2 separate regions of the Sus scrofa genome follow, and region 2 is linked to region 1. The links are chromatin contacts, called in public Hi-C maps. All regions are on one chromosome and are shown on one strand. Each heading gives the region's core, a stretch centred on a gene start, on an enhancer-like site or on the middle of the called end of the contact. The rest is flanking DNA. Distances are from core to core; before and after follow the strand shown.

Region 1 (2,700 bases), core at 73-2,572:
GGAAAGAGAGGTACTCTGAGCTTAGGAAACACAAATCGTCTGTATGTTGCAGACGTGACTCGGACCCAGTATTGCAGTGGCTGTGGTGTAGGCTGGCAGCTGCAGTTCTGATTCAACCCCTAGCCTGGGAACTTACATATGACAGCTACAGCCCTAAAAAGACAAAAAAGAAAAGAATAGCATTTTTCAACACTTGTTATTATCTCAGAAACCAAATTCTGAACAAGAAATCTTAATTTCTTCTGTTTCATCCAGTTCAATCTTAATGTGGAACTACCATGGAAATGAAAAGAATACAAATTATGCGTATATTGGGGATAGCTTGTTAGAAACCCATTAACTTTTAACTATCAGGATTTTAACCACTGGGGGTATTAGGTTAAAACTATTACTTAAGAAAACTGCAGATGCCTCCCTTGGGAGGAAATTAACTCAAATCTATGAGGCTAAGATGACAAACTCTACAACTAGATGGTATATACTTTAGCATCACTAATCAATTAAGCCTCATAATCCTGCTGAAACAGAGCTCTAGCTTTCTGGAGGACACATCAGAGGATATATATAACCTTCAACTGCAGACACCCTAGAGATCTCCATCCTGGGCAGCTATGAGGCTGCTGCTGGTTCCTCTTAGCTGCCTAGGGGGTGCTAGTGCCAGCAGGTTTCTAAATAACCCAGGTTTGAGCAACCTAATATTCCAGTGTTGATTAGGAGATAAAGAATTTTTCTTGGTTCTACTCCACCCTCTTCCCAGAAGTTCTACAGGGTGGATAATCTCTCCAAACCATGATTACTTTGTTTAACCAATAAGACCCAAGGGTGGCCTTGTGTGTGGTTAAAGAAAGTAACTTCTATGATGTGATTTATAAGACCCTCAGCAAGGACCCTGCTATAGCTTGCCCTACCCTCTCACTCCCCACCAATTTTCTCCTATAAACTTGGCATGTCTAGAAGGCTTCCAGTTACTTTATTAAAAAGGATTTAAATTATCTGGGGCACAATCATCTTCCCTGCATGAAATTCAAACTTCTGCTCACTCTGTTTTTTTGTTTGTTTGTTTGTTTGTTTTTGTTTTTGCTTTGTTTTGTTTTTATAATTCTGTGTTACTCAACATCAGTCTCTACCATATTAAACTAAACCATGGGTCATACAACTGAGAACTACTTCACAAAGTGACCTAGCTTCATAGGGGGTAATCTTCAAATCTCTCACTGACTACCCATTTTAAACCTTGCATTACTCTGGCCGTACCAGAAGTCAGCTCTGTGAATGCATACACCCATTGTTACTCCATCCGAGGCATTGCCAAGGGAAATTGTAATAGCAGAGACATCACCTCTGATTCATCCAAATGAAATTGAAACCAGCATATGCAACTCTGATCTCTATAACTGTAATAGTTTCCAACCTCTGTTTTCATCAGAACTGATTTACTCAAAGACAGTTTCGCCCAGAAGCTCAGTATTGATTGATGTGTTCAATAACTATTAAGCATTTATTATGTGCCAAGCACTGAATATTTGCCTCAATAAGTGGAAATGCTATCCATCCACCAAATAGGTCCAGACCAAATTCTGGGAGCCAATACAAACTAACCTTCCAAGCCTTAGTAGTCATCATTTATCACCTTCCCCTGTTCTGTATTCGGCAAACAATTGGTTACTATCTGAACTATCATGCTATTTTACTCATTTACTTTTACTGCCTGTCTCCCTCTCATTCTTCTTCAATGTAAACTCCTTTCATAGTTATGTTCCTTAAAATAGTGCTTAGCATACAGTTGGTAATGAATGACTATTTGTTAAAAAAAACAATAGGAAACAGAATAAGGTCCGTCTTCACAGAACGTTCATTAGGCAAAAAATGAATGATGAATAAACACAAACTGGGATGGGAACCACAAAGTAATAGATTTCTCTGTGGTCAGAGAAAGTGTCTCCATGCAGGTGACATAAAGGAAGTGAGCAGGAGGGAGTTAGCCTTGTGGATACCTGAGGGAAGAGGGGCTAAGGCAGATGGAAGAGGCAATGCAAAGGCATTTAAAGGCCTTTTTGAAGCTAGAGTGGAATAGGAGAGAGGGGAGAGTAATAAGAGATGTGGTCAGGGAGATAATGGGTTACAGTGGTATGGCTGTTTCTTTGAACATAACTCCTAATAATTTAGGTATCAAAGCTCATATTTTTCTGAGCAGTACACCTGGCAGGTATTTCAGGCTCCATGGAAGGTTTTTCACAAGTAATCTAATTGGTTCCACTGAGAACCAATCACTCTGGATGATATTAAATTTTTCTGGTGTATCTAATCACAATATATATAAAAGCCCAGGCCTGGGCATCTATCTGGAGAAAACCATAATTCAAAAGGACACATGCCCCCCCTGATGTTCATTGCAGTGGTATTTGCAGCAGCCAAGACATGGAAGCAACCTAAAGGTCCATCAACAGAGAAATGGCTAAAGAAGATGTGGTGCATATATACAATGAAATACTACTCAGCCATAAAAAAGAATGGAATAATTCCATATGTAGCAACATGTATGGACCTAGAAATTATCGTACTAAGTGAAGTTAGAGAGTAAAAGACAAACGTCATATGATAAAACTTATATGGGAATCTTAAAGGATTCAAATGAACTTATGTGCAGAATAGCAAACAGCAACAGACTCACAGACTTTGAAAAGCTTACGGTTACCAAAT
Region 2 (2,700 bases), core at 32-2,531, 64 kb before region 1:
CTTCTATTATTGCAATTAAACTAAAGCCAGTGCAAAAAAGAAAGTTATTCCTCATTTTGATCCTTAGAAGAAATATCTACTGAGCACATAAAAAATTTGAGAATTTTCACTGTCGATTTCCTATTAAAAAAAGCTCTGTAAAAAAAGCCTACATTTTAAAATACTAAGGATACCTGTAGATCCCAACTATAAACACTCCTCAGGCCCAACGAAAAGCTACTACAGCTTCTTCTTTTGCTCAAGATCTTCCATAAGAGAGGTCCCCAGCAATGGCAACCGGAATCTGTCCCCTTAGGAGAGTTAGTAGTTACACAGACCATTCGAAAATAAACAGTATTTCGAGCACCTGACCCAGATCTCTTCCTCTCCCACCTGAATAATAAGATCCAGAATTTGAAGAATGGGGGAGGGGGGCAAGGATGGAGCCCCTCCCCCTTTTAACAAGGTGAAGTCCAGTCAGCTAAAAGGCCTGCTGACTTGGCAGCCCTGGAAGCCAAAGCGAGGAAGCTCTTGCCCGGGCTAAACCCGCTGGAATGAGGTACTAGGTAGGGGGTCTGACGGGGCAGCAAATCAAACAGGCAGGTCAAATGCGAGGGAGTGCTTCTTTCAGTCCGTCTTTCTCGAATGGATTCTACCTGCCTTCGTGTTTCAGCTTCAGGTCTCTTGCAACAAGAGACCTCCACCTCCTGGGTGAGGGTCTATGTGTTGTATGTGTGGTGACAACAATCTCAGCACCCCAGCTGGGGACAGGGATGGGAGGAGGTGGGGACTCGGCTCCTCCAAAGGCCTGGAACGCTCCTGAAGGGCCCTCGAAGAAAAGGGGGCGGGAGGAGCGCGCCTGACGCCTACAGAGGACTCGACCAAGAAGGGGGCGTCCAGGCCTGGGTGAGCGGCCCTGGCAGGGGCTGACGTGCAGCTCCTTCAGGTTGTAATGGTGGCCTCGGGGGGGGGGGGAGGGGAGAGGTTGACAAGGGGCTGGGGGCGACGAGGCCGCCGCTTCCCCCCCGCTCAGCTCGCTGTTTACCTTCCCGGTACTTCTTGCGGAGCCGCCGGTGGACGCTCTTCACCACCCCGGAGAGCTTCTCCTGCTCCAGCTTCCGCTCTTGCTCCCGGGGCGGCGGGGTGCTTAGGGGCCCGGCCCCGTGCCCGCGAGCAGCGCTTCGGCCGCCGGCCCCCGGCTCCATATCGCTGCCGCCGCCGCCCCTCGGGCCCCCGCGGACGCCCGCCTGACGGAGGAGGTGGGGAAGGAGGAGGCAGCAGCGGAGGCAGCAGCGGGAGGAGGCAGCGGAGGCGGAGCGACGGCCTTGGAGGTGGACCCTTGCTCAAACACCCAAGCTGATTGGCGAACTCTGGAGGGCTGGGCGGAAACGGAAAAGGCCAAGGGCCAATGGACAGAGAGCGCTAGGGGCGCACCCGCTTGTTTGGGAAGGCGAGCAGCTGGAGGAGGCGGGGCTTGCAGGCTACGTTGTCGAGGCGGTGGCACTAGGCCAGACGCTTCTCTCCTTTCCCCGCCGCTCCTGGGATCCTGTGCGCAGGCGCTGTGGTGAAGCCACGGGAGACGCGCTGTGAGCCACGCGCTTGCGCGTCTGAGTTTGCTTAGGTTGGATTTTGTTCTCCCGCCCAGCTCTTTCACATTTTTCAGCCATTACCCTTCCTGCGAGTTATATTCTGGCATGATGTGATCAGGGTCCTCTACCTGAGCTCCCGCTGCACCTGGTCAGTTGTAGGTTCCCTTTAGCTGCATAGCGCTGAGAAGGGCTTTAGAAATGAAGGCAGCACTGGAATTTTGTACTTTAAGGAACCCAGGCATGGATGCTTTGTTAGGTGCAAGAAGAGGTCTAGCTAACAAGTACTGGTTTAATTCACGGGCCAGCAGTGGTTAATGCCTCTAGTTCCAGTGCTGAGCAAAAGACATAGAAATTGGAGAAAGGAGAGGGTCAAGAAAAACAATAGAAGATGGTGGAAAAGGGAGAATGGGTAGTTAAGAATCCACAACAGATGCACTCAAGAACTTTTATGGTGGTCCTCCCGGGTGTCAGAGAAAGACTGCTTTGGTCTAATTCGCAACAGAACTTGAAACAGTTTTATTTAAAGATGACCTGGATGACCTCCCACCCTTTAATTTGGTGGGTTAATCTATGCGGAGTGTGCCTAGGGGGTTTGGCAACTTGTTCTACCTCCTTAACTCCTGATTTCATGGGAAGCTTATGGGGAATGTGGTTACAAACTTCTGTCCCAGAAAGGTGGAAAGCTCTTTTCCAAAGAAAAGACTGCATTAGCTTGGAAAGTGGTACTTGGGCTGCTGGAGTGTCAGAGATTCAACCGGCTGAGAGCCCTTAATGAATTGTGCTAGGTTGTAGTTTTCAACTCTCCAGAGTTTATAACTCTCCAGAACATAGGGGGAATAACAGGGAGGAAGTAAAGGGAGAAATTGGTGAAATTTAAGATGGAAGATGTGTCCCTACCTGCCCAATGAAGAAGCAGATCAGACACAAATAAACTTCATAAGAACTAATTGTAATTATGAAGAGAAATTAAACGCACATGCCTAACAAGATGAAGATAGGAGATTTTATTTGGGAGGGGATTTCATTTGGAAAAAGGGGAATTTGATAAAGATACCTCTTTTGGTTCTTTCCGTATTTTAATATGAGGCAGACAGATATAATGGAATTTATAATACGGAAGATTTAAGATGGG

What was found. A called contact is a pair of places that touch in the nucleus more often than the background predicts.
Region 2: a Hi-C map of embryonic fibroblasts shows a contact between it and region 1, with 4 times the contacts expected there. The contact joins the promoter of BMT2 here to the enhancer-like site in region 1. A contact is called at or near these places in 1 of 5 promoter capture datasets (liver) and 4 of 47 Hi-C or Micro-C datasets (embryonic fibroblasts, epiblast stem cells and liver).

Annotation. Positions count from the first base shown.
Region 1 is chr18:32,733,158-32,735,857 of Sscrofa11.1, reverse strand. The region is part of intron 1 of LOC100621238 (a long non-coding RNA gene); the gene reads left to right. Among named protein-coding and RNA genes, the nearest start is that of BMT2, 64 kb to the left of the region's middle. Within about 2 kb of position 1,322, at least 4 of the 83 cell types and tissues checked have an H3K27ac peak or open chromatin away from gene starts, as enhancers often do. A contact at or near this core is called in embryonic fibroblasts, where this site is marked.
Region 2 is chr18:32,796,859-32,799,558 of Sscrofa11.1, reverse strand. BMT2 (probable methyltransferase BMT2 homolog) reads right to left here and starts at 1,281. Exons shown (of 5, transcript XM_021079235.1): 1 at 1,025-1,281. The coding sequence starts at 1,184.